Linked DNA regions of Canis lupus: region 1 is linked to region 2. A link is a contact called in public Hi-C data. All regions are on one chromosome and are shown on one strand. The core of a region is the stretch at or near the end of the contact, and the rest is flanking DNA. Distances in the headings are between cores, read along the strand shown.

What was found. Hi-C and Micro-C count contacts between places; a contact is called where the count stands out from the background.
Region 1: a contact with region 2 is called in a Hi-C map of blood, with 2.0 times the contacts expected there. The contact joins the promoter of SMYD4 here to the promoter of RILP in region 2. A contact is called at or near these places in 2 of 9 Hi-C or Micro-C datasets (both in blood).

What each region holds. Positions count from the first base shown.
Region 1 is chr9:45,901,934-45,909,011 of UU_Cfam_GSD_1.0, reverse strand. SMYD4 (SET and MYND domain-containing protein 4) reads left to right here and starts at 4,509. Exons shown (of 11, transcript XM_038548490.1): 1 at 4,509-4,866; 2 at 5,637-5,782. The coding sequence starts at 5,649. It overlaps RPA1 (replication protein A 70 kDa DNA-binding subunit), which reads right to left and starts at 4,404. Exons shown (of 17, transcript XM_038548492.1): 1 at 4,250-4,404. The coding sequence starts at 4,282.
Region 2 is chr9:45,738,424-45,745,436 of UU_Cfam_GSD_1.0, reverse strand. RILP (rab-interacting lysosomal protein) reads left to right here and starts at 2,108. Exons shown (of 8, transcript XR_005364761.1): 1 at 2,108-2,615; 2 at 2,690-2,783; 3 at 2,867-2,973; 4 at 3,074-3,307; 5 at 3,782-3,927; 6 at 4,299-4,421; 7 at 5,055-5,193; 8 at 5,455-5,942. It overlaps PRPF8 (pre-mRNA-processing-splicing factor 8), which reads left to right. Exons shown (of 42, transcript XM_038548477.1): 39 at 177-317; 40 at 459-598; 41 at 700-902; 42 at 1,046-1,383. The coding sequence ends at 1,200. SCARF1 (scavenger receptor class F member 1) reads left to right here and starts at 5,960. Exons shown (of 11, transcript XM_038548472.1): 1 at 5,960-6,495; 2 at 6,812-6,873. The coding sequence starts at 6,089.

The sequences.
Region 1 (7,078 bases), core at 3,260-5,759, 160 kb before region 2:
TACAATTATTAATAAGAGGTAACATATACTGAGCATTTACTGTGTACCAGGCATGGACTAAGCGCTTTAAATAGCTCACCTAATCCTCCCCCTAACATTAGGCAGTAGGTACTAGGCATCATTACCCTCATTTTAAGAGAAAAGGTAAAGTTTAGTATCTTACCCAAAGTTGCACAGGTAGTAAGTGAAGAAGCAGGAATTAGGGTCTCAAAATAAAGAGAATTAGGCTAGTAAGTCAAGGAAGGCTTCTCTGAAGAAGTGAGCTGAGATTTGAAGATTGTTAGCCAGGGAGGGGAGAGTGAAGAGCCACACAGGCAGATGGAAAAGAACGTGCAAGAGTAAGGAATATACCAGGAATTTTTTTTTTTTTTTTTAATTTATGATAGTCACACACAGAGAGAGAGAGAGAGAGAGAGAGAGAGAGAGGCAGAGACACAGGCAGAGGGAGAAGCAGGCTCCATGTACCGGGAGCCCGACGTGGGATTTGATCCCGGGTCTCCAGGATCGCGCCCTGGGCCAAAGGCAGGCATCAAACCGCTGCACCACCCAGGGATCCCTATACCAGGAATTAAAAAAAGAGAGAGAGACACACACACAAAGAAATGGAAAGACATTCATTCCATGCTCACAGGTTTTGAGGAATAAATATTGTTAAATTGTCTCTACCACCCAAATTAATCTACACATTTAATGCAATCCCTATCAAAATACCAACATTTTTCACAGAACTAGAATAATCCTAACATTTATAAGGAACAACAAAAGACCTCAAATAGCCAAAGCAATCTTGAAAAAGAAAAACAAAACCGGAGGCATCACAATTCCAGACTTCAGGTTATATTACAAAGCCACAGTAATCAAAACAGTATGGTGTTGGCACACAGATCAGTAGAACAAAACAGAAAACCCAGAAATAAGCCCAATTATATGATTAATCTTCAACAAAGGAGGAAAAGAATACACAATGGGAAAAAGTCTCTTCAAGAAATGGTGTTGGGAAAAGAATGAAACTGGACCACTTTCTTTCACCATACACAAACATAAACTCAAAATGGATTAAAGACCTAAATGTGAGACCTAAACCATAAAAATCCTAGAAAAATCCTAGAAGACAGCGCAGGTAATTTCTCTGACACCAGCAGTAGCGACATCTTTCTAGATATGTCTCCTGTGGCAAGGAAAATAAAAGCAAAAATAAACTGCTGGACTACATCAAAATAAAAAGTTTCTGGGATGCCTGGGTGGCTCAGTGGTTGAGCATCTATCTGCCTTTGGCTCAGGGCGTGATTCCAGAGTCCCAGGATCGCGTCCCACACTGGGCTTCCTGCATGGAGCTTGCTTCTCCCTCTGCCTATGTCTTTGCCTCTCTGTGTGTCTCTCTCATGAATAAATAAATAAAATCCTTAAAATATAAAAAATAAAAAGCTTCTGCACAGCTAAGGAAACAAACTAAAAGACAACCTACTGAATGAGAAGACAAATGACATATCTGATGAGGGCTAAGTATCCAAAATATATGAAGAACTGCTACAACTCAACACCCAAACACAATTCAATTTAAAAAATGGGCAGAGGACATGGACAGACATTTCTCCAAAGAAGACATACAAATGGCCAACACATGAAAAAATGTTCAATACCACTCATCATCAGGGAAATGCAACTCAAAACTACAATGAGATACCACCTTATGCCTTTTAGAATGGTTAAAATCAACACAAGAAACAAGTGTTGACAAGGACGACGTGAAAAAGGAATCCTTGTGTACTGCTAGTGGGAATGGAAACTGGTGCAAAAATAGTATTGGGGTTCCTCAAAAAAATAAAAGTAGAACTACTTTGGATTCACTAATTGCACTGCTGAGTACTCAAAATTTATGAAAACACTAATTCAAAAGGATCCATGTATCCCATGTTTATTGCAGCATTATTTACAATACCCAAATTATGGAAGCAGCCCACGTGTCCATTGATAGATGAATGGATAAAGATGGTTGCACATATACAATATAACTTTTTAAAAAAGATTTATTAATTCATGAGAGAGGCAGAGACACAGGCAGAGTGTGCTGGGGAGCAGGCTCCCCATGGGGAGCCCGATGTGGGACTTGATCCCAGGACCCCAGAATCACCCCCCTAGCCAAAAGCTATCTCAACCACTGACCCACCCATGTGCCTGAATATTTTTTTTTAATTTAAAGATTTTATTTATTTATTCATCAAAGACACACACACAGAGAAGCAGAGACATAGTCAGAGGAAGAAGCAGGCTCTCTGCAGGGAACCCAATGTGGAACTTGATCTGGGGACCCTGGGATCATGACCTGAGCCAAAGGCATAGGCTCAACCACTGAGCCACCCAGGCATCCCTATGCAATAGAATATTATTTGGCCATGCAAAAGAATGAAATCTTCCCATTTCCAACAACATAAATGGAGCTAGAAAGTATAATCCAAAGCAAAATAAGTCAGTCAAAGAGACAAATCCCATGATTTCATACATATATGGAATTTAAGAAACAAATGAGCAAAGGAAAAAAAGGAAGACAGAGACAAACCAAGAAACAGACTCTTAACTATAGAGAACAAACTGATGGTTACTAGAGGGAAGGTGAGTAGGGGGAGGGGAGAAACAGTTGAAGGGGATTAAAGAGTACAATTTTCATCATGAGCAATGAGTAATGTATAGAATTGCTGAATTACTATATTGTACACCTGAAACTAACAGAACACTATACATTAGCTAAACCAAAATTAAAAATTTAAAGAACAAAAACAAATAAAAGGAAGAGAGAACAAATGAGAGTATGTGATGGAATTGGTGTGTTTGGCGGGGGAGAGGCGGAGTCCGTAGTCCAGGCAAGGAATGATGGAGCTAGAGTAGAAGAAGAGAAGCAGATGGATTTAAGAAATATGTGTGGAGTTAAAACACTGGACTTGGTGATGGACTGGACATCTAAGGTGATGGAAGTTTGCAGTTAGCATGATTCCACAATTACTGGCTAGCATATCTTAATGGATAATGGTGCCATTCATCCAGATAGGGAACACCAAGAGGCCCAAATAGTAAAATAACAGATTTGCTTTGGGACATGTTAAATTTAAAATGCCTTTAAGGGGGCGCCTGGGTGGCTCAGTTTGTTAAGCATCTGCCTTTGGCTCAGGTCATGATGATGATGGGTCCTGGGGTCCAGCTCTGTGAGGCTCCCTGCTCAGTGGGGAGTCTGCTTCTCTCTCCCCCCCCCCCCACCCCCGCCGTTCACGCTGTCTCTCTCTCTCAAATAAATAAATAAAATCTTAAAAAAAAAAAAAAAATGCCGGGCAGCCCGGGTGGCTCATAGCTTTAGCTTTCGGCCCAGGGCGTGATCCCAGAGTCCCGGGATGGAGTCCCGTGTCGGGCTCCCTGCATGGAGCCTGCTTTTCCCTCTGCCTGTGTCTCTACCTCTGTGTGTGTGTGTGTGTGTCTCTCATGAATGAATAAATAAAACCTTTTTAAAAAAAATAAAATAAAAAATGCCTTTGAGGTATCAGGCAGGCAGACACACTATAGAGGTTTATTTTTCAGAGTAAAGGCGGCTCCGGACAAAGAAATTTACGAGCAACTGACATACGGTTGGTAATGAGACTGTGTTGGTCAAAGAGGGCCCAGAACATAACCTTGAGTAACCAAAAACGTACAACGAGGGACCTGCAATAAGACGAGGAAGACGAGCCAAACCAAGCCATAGAAGCCCAGAGAAGGGAGTGTTATCAGAAAGACGAAATGCTCAACACACCCAAACACTGCTGAGAACTCTGGTAGAGCTAAAAACGGAAAAGCGTCTGTTGGATTTAACGACTTGGAAGCACCGTTAACTTCAGCCCGGGTTCCTTCGACCGTGATCGAGGGAACGACGGACCGGGGTCTGTTAACGGGAGGTGAGCTGAAAACAGACAACTCTAGAGAAGTTTGGCTGTGGATGGGGGACAGGGAGGAGACAGCGTGGCCGGAGGAGGGAGACGCGGGACCATCGAGTTAATTTTGCTTCCTTCTCTTAAGTAGAAAAAACATGGGCATGTTTCAAAGACGACAGTAGAAATTCTCGGAGACGGTGATGATTCTGGGGAGTCACTCGACGGTCTCCCCCACCCCTTTTATCTTCTCCCGCGTTCTCTCCCCATCGCCTCCAGCCCCCCTTCTCCCTTTCCCACCCCCACAACCCCAGGGTCCCCAGCCACCCCGGCCTGCCGGTCCGCAGGCGTCTCCTCACCGCAATGGCCCCCTCGCTCAGGTGGCCCACCATGACTCCGCCGCGCAAACTCCCGCGCTCCAGCTCGTCAGCAGACCCCACTTCCCTCCTGGGGCCCCGCGCGCTCCAAAGCTATTGGGCCAAGGAGCTGCAGGCACCACCCCCGCCTACTGACATGCGCAAGGCACGGGGGCGGGCTTAGTGGCGGGGCAGCCGCCCCATTGGCCGAGGCGCTGCGAGCAGCCACGTGACACGCGGGAGCCCAGGCTGAGGCCCTAGTCACCCGACGGCTGCGCCAGGGGGCGGGGCCGGGGCGTGGGTCGCGCCAAGGATGACGCTAGCTCTTGCTCTGGGCCCTCGGTCTAGTCCCGGAAGCTTTCCGAGACGCGTCTCGGAAAAAAAACTTGGCTCGGCCTTTGGCTGACAGGCCTACTGGTCGCCCAGAAGAGAGAGCTGTTCCCTGATGACTGTGCTGCCAACGGTAGTCAAAGCACCAACCTGATTACTTCAGCAACCGAAACGCCGAGCTCCCCCCGTTGCTAAACCCCGAGCTTGGCCCATCGGGGCTTTTCCTAAGGTAAATAGGATCCGATCGCCGCCCTCGGGAGAAAGCGTAGTCTGTCGAGGGAGTTACCGCAGTGAGTAGCCTTAACTCAATGTAGACATGATATGGGCCTCAGAGGAGACATAAAGTGTTCCGTGCTCGCAGATGGAAAATCAGGGAAGGCTTCCTGGAGGAGGTGCTATTTGAAGTGGGTCTTGAAGGGGGTGTGTGCAGATTTGCCGAGTGGACGCTTAAGTGAGGATAGGGATGCTACCAGAAGGATGGCATGGCCTATGCAACAACTAGAGAGGCAAATAGCCTGGCAAGTTGGGGATAGCTTTAAGTAGCTCAGAATAATAGGGTACAGAAGAAGACGTGAGACTTGGGCCTTAGAAAATGAGCCCAGGGGTCGAATAGTGAAGGATTTGTACAGGGCTTCCCCAAAAGCTTGGAGGAGCTTTAAGTCAGAGGACCTACATCTGTCTCAATGTGGAAGATGAATTGAATGATCTGGGGATTGAAAGAAAAAACAGCTGTGTAAGAGATACATTTGTTAATTAAGTAGTAGGTGGAGAGAGAGAAAAATCTGTGATGTCTGACTTGAACAGCTTGGGAAGATGGAGGTCTGAGGCAAGCATGGTGCGTGGAACAAACTAGGCCTTCAGTAAATATTTCTGAATAAAAGGATTTTCGGTGAATAGGTGTGAGACAAAATAGATCCTCAGCATGTAAACTATGGAAAAAGACCACAAGAATTGATTTTGTTGCTTCATGTTTGCTGGAGTGAAAGGTTGATTTTTTTTTTCCCCTAGAATTGTGCATTTGTAGAAATCTGAATTCCTTATTTTCTTATTTATTTTATAGACCTAAAGTAAAATGGATCTGCCTGTGGATGAGTGGAAATCATATGTATTTCAGAAGTGGTCTTTGCTCCCGAAGTCCATTCAGGACACAATTGCTACGGCAGACGCTTTAAGGGATATCTTTCTTCACTCTTCTTCGCTTCTTCAGTGAGTGAAAGCTTTAACGGGGGAAATTTTGATCTAGAAAATGTTCTCTTTTATCATATGCTCTTAAATTCTATCTCGTTTTCATGGAACGATTAAGTTCAGATTTTTATATTTTGGAGCATTCAGCAGTTCTTGCTGTTTCCAGTTTTTCCTAAGCTACTATTACAGAGCAGGCAAGAATGCTAATAGTTTTTTTTGGTGTCAGTGTTATGTTTCAATAATCAATGCTTTGCTCTAGAAACTAGGCTGTGAACTTTGCCATTTCCCAAAAGATATAGTGGGCATTTACTAGCTACACATAGAAAGTTATAAGTGCTCAAATTGAGAAAGGACTTTAGGGGGAAAAAAAAAAAGAGAAAGGACTTTAGAAGTCATGTAGTCTAACCCCAGTATTTTTCACTCTCTTGACTACCCTCTGTAGTAAGTAATACTATTTTATATCACAACCTAGTATGTACAACCATATATAGAAAATTAAAGCAAGAGTTTCCCAAAACTTCAGTGAATTTTTATTGGCCACCTGTTGTGCCAGCCACTGTGCTAGATGCTTAATGAACAAAAAATACATCAGTGAGGGGTGCCTGGCTGGCTCAGGAGGTAGAACATATGACTCTTGATCTAAGGGTCGTGAGGTTAAGCCCCACATTGGGCAGTAGAGCTTACTTGAGAGGAAGGAAGGAAAGAAAGAAAATACATTAGTGAATAGAAAATAGGCACAGATACTTATCCTTGAGGAGCTTAATTCTGGCAAAGAGGGATAGACATTAAACATAAATAAGCAAAGTATATAGTATACAAAGGTGCTAAGTGCAAAATAGAAAAAAATAAAAATAGAACAAGGTAAGGGAAATAGTGCCAGGAGTGAGAATACAGATTATAGTATTAAATAGTGTGATTAGATATGGTCTCATTGAGAAGGTGGAAGTTTCAGGGCACTTGGATGGCTCAGTCGGTTAAGTGTCCAACTCTTGATTTCTGTTCAGGTCATGATCTCAGGATTGTGAGATCAAGCCCCACCTTGGGCTCCAGGCTGAGCATGGAGCCTATTTAAGATTCTCTTCTCCCTAGGGCAGCCCAGGTGGCTCAGCGGTTTAGCCTTCAGCCCAGGGCCTGATCCTAGAGACCTGGGATCCCTGCATGGAGCCTGCTTCTCCCTCTGCCTGTGTCTCTGCCTCTCTCTCTCTCTCTGTGTGTCTCTCATGAATAAATAAATAAAATCTTAAAAAAAAAATTCTCTTCTCCCTCTGGCCCTCCCCATTTGCGCATTCTCATGCTCTCTTAAAAAAATAAAAAAGT
Region 2 (7,013 bases), core at 859-3,358:
CCCGGGCTGCCCATGTTTAGCATTTTGAAAAAGCACAGCAGGTGATTCTGATGCAAGAGATTCTGACCACATTCTGGCCTATTCTTTGTGAGGAAGGGAATTGAAACACAGGGCTGGCAGCCCAGAGATAGAGTGGTACTAAGAATCCTTTTGGTTCTTAACCCTCTTGTTTCTAGATTGCAGGATACCTGTATGGAGTGAGTCCACCAGATAACCCCCAGGTGAAGGAGATCCGCTGCATTGTGATGGTACCACAGTGGGGCACTCACCAAACCGTGCACCTGCCTGGCCAGCTGCCCCAGCACGAGTACCTCAAGGTCAGCAGGGGTGTGGGAGAATGGGGGCTTTCTTCTGCTGAAATGGGGGGAGGAAGGCAGCCATGTTAATTTTCATGGAGGTGATTCTTGTCTGCAGATGGGGATGGGGCTCCAGATAGTTTTCACCTCTCTTGCCTATAGGAGATGGAACCCTTAGGATGGATCCACACTCAGCCCAACGAGTCCCCCCAGCTATCACCCCAAGATGTCACCACTCATGCTAAGATCATGGCTGATAACCCATCCTGGGATGGTGAGAAGACCATTATCATCACCTGCAGGTAGCTTTGGGCCTCCTTGGTTGGAAGTATGGTGGGGCAGGCATGGCAGTACAGGGCCTAGAATGGTGGCCTGAGCAGACTCTGTCTTCATCTTCTTTCAGCTTCACACCAGGCTCCTGCACATTGACAGCCTATAAGCTGACCCCCAGTGGCTATGAATGGGGTCGCCAGAACACAGATAAGGGCAACAATCCCAAGGGCTATCTACCCTCACATTACGAGAGGGTCCAGATGCTGCTGTCAGATCGCTTCCTTGGCTTTTTTATGGTCCCTGCCCAGTCCTCATGGAACTACAATTTTATGGGTAAGTTGAGGAGCACAGGGAATTGGGACTGGGGTTAGGCCATCACCCTTGGCACTTGGGCCTTGGTTCCAAGATGGCCCAAGGGCCCAGGCTGGGTGAGGCAGGTGCATCTGCTTAACACTGGCCCTTTCTTCTAACCCTAGGTGTCCGGCATGATCCCAACATGAAGTATGAGCTGCAGCTGGCAAATCCTAAAGAGTTCTACCACGAGGTGCACAGACCTTCCCACTTCCTCAACTTCGCTCTCTTGCAAGAGGGTGAGGTCTACTCTGCGGACCGAGAAGACCTCTATGCCTAGTTGTTTCCTCACCTCCCCCTTCTTCACACTCCCCAAGACTGGAGCCTTTTACAAAACCCCAAAAAGAAGCTGGTGACATTCAGCAGCTTGGTTCCTTTTCTCCCTGTTTGTGCTTCTTGTAATTGATCTCTCGTGGCATGTAGTCCTGAGCAAAATGTAATAATAAATTTTGTATAAATAGGAGTTTTTGAGGTTGTTTTTTTCCTCCTGAGCTCAAATTCTGGGTGTAGGGATGGCAGGAGGCTGGCCTTGTTCACAGCAAGATGCTGGCCTTGGTCTTTTTTAAAAAAAAATTTATTTTTTATTTTTTTTTATTCATGAGCAATAGAGAGAGACACAGGCAGAGGGAGAGGCAGGCTCCATGCAGGAAGCCTGACATGGGACTCGATCCCAGGTCTTGAGGATCACACCCTGGGCTGCAGGCAGCCGTGTTAAACCCCTGTGCCACCGAGGCTGTGGCCTCGGTCTTAAAGTGGCATGAGGCCCCTCCCTACTCGGGGGCTGTGGATCAAGAAACTTGTAGATTCAAGGAATAGAGGTGGGGTTGGGTTTTAACACCCTTACTGCCTTGACCACGTCTGCCTACTTCCCTTAAAAATATTTGCAAACTATCACTCTTTTCAGCCTCCTTTGGAGCAGTTGCTGCCATTTTCTGAGTCTAGAAGCTTGTGAATTTTTCCCGACAGCTGTGGTGCCCAGCATAGCCCCTTAGGCTTTGTGTCACTGGTGGTTGGGAAAACAGGCACTTGGCTGGACAGATGGCTGTCCCTGGCAGAGGCCTGACAGCCCTCCTACCTCTCACCTCTTGCCTGTGGTGTTTGGCAGCCAAGTTGGGCCTCATGACTCCAGAGACAGGGGTGGAGCCTGGATTGCGCGCTGTGGGGAGGGATTGACAAAAGTGACCACTTAGAGCCGTGAACCTCAACCTCTTGGACGCCTGGCTGGAAGTCGGCAGCCTTGCTTCCTGTGACCTTGGGGCTCAAACAGGACAGAGCCCAGGGGGCCCAGTGCACAACCGCCTTCAAGCCTTTACCTTTTTTCTTCATTGCTCCTCCTCTGTCGCTTCTTCCCCGCCCCCCACTGCCCGAAACTGCTTCCTGGGCCGGAACTGTTTGGCTTTTTCCTGCCCCAATTAGGGCTGTGGGTGGGGGTAGGGAGGTTGGCGTGGCCTTTAACTTTCTGGGGACATGGAGCCCAGGAAGGCGGTACCTGGGGTGCACAGCTGCGGGCCTCGGGTGGCCGCGGGGTCAGGGACGGCGGCGGAGCTCGTGTACCATCTAGCGGGGGCCCTGGGCACGGAGCTGAAGGAGCTGGCGCGCCGCTTCGGGCCGGAGGCGGCGGCCGGGCTGGTGCCGCTGGTGGTGCGGGCGCTGGAGCTCCTGGAAAAGGCCGCCGTAGGGCCGGACCCAGACTCAGTGAGTCGCCGCCCTTTCCCCTGGCCACCCGCAGGGCTGGCGGGAGCCTCGCCCTCACAGCCTGGACTCCCCAGCTGCAGGTGTCAGCGCAGCAGGCCGAAGTGGAGCTGCGGCGGCTGCGGGAGGAGAACGAGCGCCTCCGCAGAGAGCTGCGCTCCGGCCCACAGGGTGAGTGCGGGCACCGCCAGGGGGCGGGGCGGGCGGCTCCGGGCCTCCTCCCCAGGCCGCTGCTAAGAACGCCCCTTCCTCAGAGGAGCGGGCTCTCCTGAGGCAGCTCAAGGAGGTGACCGACCGCCAGCGGGACGAGCTCCGGGCGCACAACCGAGATCTGCTCCAACGCAGCCAGGAGACCGAGGCGGTGAGGGCGGGGCGGGGCGGGGCGGGGCGATGGGCGTGAGCGGGGCTCTCCACCCGGCCCACCGACGCCCCGCCTACCTCCTCTTTGACTCCGCCCCCAGCTGCAGGAGCAGCTGCAGCGCCTCCTGCTGGTGAACGCGGAGCTGCGCCACAAGCTGGCAGCGGTGCAGACCCAGCTGCGCTCCGCGAGGGACCGCGAGGGAGAGCGGGAGCTACCGCACCAGGGGGCGGTGGAGCCGGCGCGGGACCGTGCCGGGGGGGCCGGGGACGCACAGAGGCGGAGGTCCGAGCGGGCAACCGCCGACGCTGGAGCTCCGGGGACCCCTGAGGACCAGGTGAGTGCCCATGGCAGTCCTCACAGGTCTGGCACTTGGGCACTCGGGCTGGGTTTGTCGTCCTGCCTAGCGGGTCCATCAGGAAGTTGGTAGGTGGGGGATCCCTGGGTGGCTCAGCGGTTTAGCGCCTGCCTTTGGCCCAGGGCGCGATCCTGGAGTCCCGGGATCGAGTCCCACGTCGGGCTCCCGGCATGGAGCCTGCTTCTCCCTCCTCCTGTGTCTCTATCATAATATCATAAATAAATAAATCTTAAAAAAAAAAAAAAAAGAAGTTGGTAGGTGGCACACGAGTGCGCGTCTCCAGCCGGTCCCTGCTCCCACGCTGGCCAGAGCACCGGGCTGTCGTCATCTGTCGCAGCTCCCTTACCTCCCCAAGTCTCCCGGCCAGTCGCTCCCTCTAGCATTCCTGTGATGGCCCGGGGAAAGGGGGGCGCCGGCAGAGGCACCCCTCTGACCCAGCCTGTCCCTCTGCAGGCGGCTGCCCTGCAGCAGCCAGGGCGCCCTTCCGAGGCAGGACAGTGCAGCTTCAGTCGAGAGGAGCTCGAGCAGATCCTTCAGGAGCGGAATGAGCTCAAAGCCAACGTGTTCCTGCTGAAGGAGGAGTTGGCCTACTTCCAGCGGTGAGGGCGGTAGGCAGGGGCTGGGAAGCTCAGGGGCTCCACTCACACTTGTCCTGGGCCTCACATCACCAGCTCCGTTCCTTAGTTCACTGATCTACCCATCATGATATATGGCAGGTGCTGTGCTGGACACTGGGAAGACATGAGTCACACAGCCCCTGCCTTCCTGGAACTTCTTCCAAATGGGGTAGGAGGTAGTAAAAAACACAGCAGCTGTGAAAGATTCCTAGGGGCATCACCTAAGCTAAGTCTGAGGGATGTCAGCAAGGCAGAACATTTCAGAAAAGGAGAATGTCAGGCACAGGTACTTGGGATGAAACCTACTGCTGGCATTCCTGCTGCTTACTCTGCCTCTTTTCCTCCTCGGGTAGGGAGCTACTCACAGATCACCGGGTCCCTGGGCTTCTCCTTGAAGCCATGAAGGTGGCTGTCAAGAAGCAGCGGAAGAAGATCAAGGCCAAGATGTTAGGGATCCCAGAGGAAGCAGAGAGCAGGTAAGTCCCTGCCTCCATTCCCACTGAGCCAACCCCTTCTCACTCTTTCCGCTGAGCCTAATGCTTCAGCCTGGTCATGCTCTAACCCATCTTAATCACCCCTTGGGCCTACCACCTTAGCTTCATAAATTCCTGAGCCTGTCACCTAGCCTAGTCCCTTCTTAAACCTGCTTACCTGGCCTGGTCACCCCTGCACCTGCTGTCCAGCCTGTCCTGCTGAGCCTACCACTCTGGCCTGGTCACTCCCTGAGCCTGCCACTCTGGCCTGGTCACCCCCCCCCCCCCCCCGAGCCTGCTGTCCAACCTGCACCCTTCTCTCTGGATTGCACTGTTCCCACTTGCCATGCTCACTATACATTCTGCTGAAAAAATCTGGTAACACTGCTTTTCCACATTAATTTTTCACTTTCCTGTCTTGGCTGGATCTGTTTGTTTTCAAAGGGTTAAGACTTTAATTATAGCCATGTCAGAGCCTGCTCTGAGGCTATAAAATAAAAGCCTCAAGATGTCCTTCATCTCCCTAGCACCTCCTTCTCTCCAGCCTTGGGGGTCCCATAGTCACTCTATCATCCCTTGGCTGTTCCTGGGTACTATGCAGAGGTCTGAACATAGTTAGATTCCTGTTGTCCCCAGGGCCTTGATGAACAATCCCCACATCTCCTCTCTTCTCTTCTCTTCTCTGCCTCAGTGAAGATGAAGACAGCTCATGGCTCCTGCCGTCTGGCAATAAGGGGGCCCACCCTCCACCCACTGAATCCAGAATCCAGCGTTTGTATGTTGGGGGAAGAGGAAGGGTGAGGGAGGGGCCCCATCTTTGTTCTTTTCCCCTTTCCTGTTCCACTGACATCTTGCTGTCCTGAGCTATAATCATGCCACTCCCTCCATTGGCCCTGGCTCCTTGGCCTCCTCAATACCTCATGCTGCCCTTTCTTCCTATTGTATCCCCTTTTCTCACCACTCCCTGCCCTGAGCCCATATCCTTGACCTCTCTGGCATCCAAGTTCAAAGTACCTCTTGGTTCTCTCCCTGCCAGCTTTGGCCTGTCCTATCAGGGTGAAACAGAGGCCCCTGAAGCCCAGACCAGCACGGTGCCCAGTGAGCTAAGGGGAGAAGAGGAGGCTCTACAGGAACTCCATATGCGGCCTGTGGGCAGCTCTACAGTCCTCAATTCCTGACTGGCTCTGCTCTGCACTTGATGAACAGCTTTCTCTGGGGGTCTCAGCAGCCCCAGAGACCTGACTTTGGAATCTGGCTATGGGTGGATGTGTGGCCTCAAATGAAGACAGGGCTCCTTCCTTCTCAGCCTTCCCCAGGCTCTTTCCCAGTTCTGGCCTGAGCCAGGGCATGATGAAGAGCTCAGCCTTCCCTGTATCTCTGTGCCAAGCCTCAGGGGCCAGATAAAAGTGCTTCCTCTTGGAATCTCAGTTTTCTTATCCATAAAATAGAGCTACCTACCTCCCAAGGGTGTGTGAGCATGACCTGAGCTAATATAATAAAGTAGCTGCCCATGATACCCAGAAACTGTCCCATGTCTGTGTGTTACTGGTCTGCTCCTACCTGGCTCTGCCAGGACCAAGGGCAGGCTGAGGTTTCCTCACAGGGTCTTGTTGGTTGTTAGTGGGTGGGGAGCTTCTCCTGCTAGGGCCTCACTTGGGTAATATGACCTAATGGAAAGACGTGGCTCCCACTCTCACCCTGTACTTTTGCCTGTCCCCAGTATCCTGGGACATCTTCCTGCCCCCTCCAGACTGAGACCAGCCCCTACAGCCCCCACTCTGCCTTCACCACAGCTTTCCTTTTCATCTGGTGTCTGGTCTTCCCAGCACCCACCTACCCGCCCTTTTAGGGAGGTGCCGCATGGCAGCCCGCCCCCTTCACACTGGTTTCCTCAGGAAAGGCCTTGGAAGGAAGCAGGGAGGGGGGATGGGAGCCGTGGGGGCCAGACTAACAGGAGCCCTCTCGCTGGACTGGCCGCCATGGGACTGAGGCTGCTCCCACTGTTGCTGCTCTGGACACAGGGGACCCAAGGGTCCAAGCTGGACCCCAATGGACAACATGTCTGCATGGCCAGCAGGTGGGTCTTTGTGGGAATCTGATGTGAGGGTGGTAGGTGAACTGGTGTTGAGGCATTGCATGGAAGAAGGACATGAGGGAAGAGGTCATGGGGCTGAAGGGAAGGGGGCTTGGGGACAGCCTGGAGGGTGGTGGGTAGTCCAGGCAGAAAGTGGGAGGGCCCGGGAAGGAAAGGGAAGGGATTAGGGACACCAGGGCTGTGACTCTCGGCTAGACCTGCCTGATGGGGCTGAGGCAGCCTCCCACATCTCAGCCAGAGACAGTGATCTACCTACAGAGCCAGTCTGTCCCCCAGCTGACCCCTCTCTGTCCCACAGCCCCTCTGCTGAGCTCCAGTGCTGCCCAGGCTGGAGGCAGAAAGATCAAGAATGCACTATCCGTGAGTAGCCAGAACGGATACGGATCCCCACCCGAGAAGAAAAGAGGACATAGCCCAGTGACCCTTTCTTCCTCCCGTCCTGGGGCCTATTTCCCCTCCTGAGACCTAGAGCTAGAGTCCATCCTGACACACACACACCC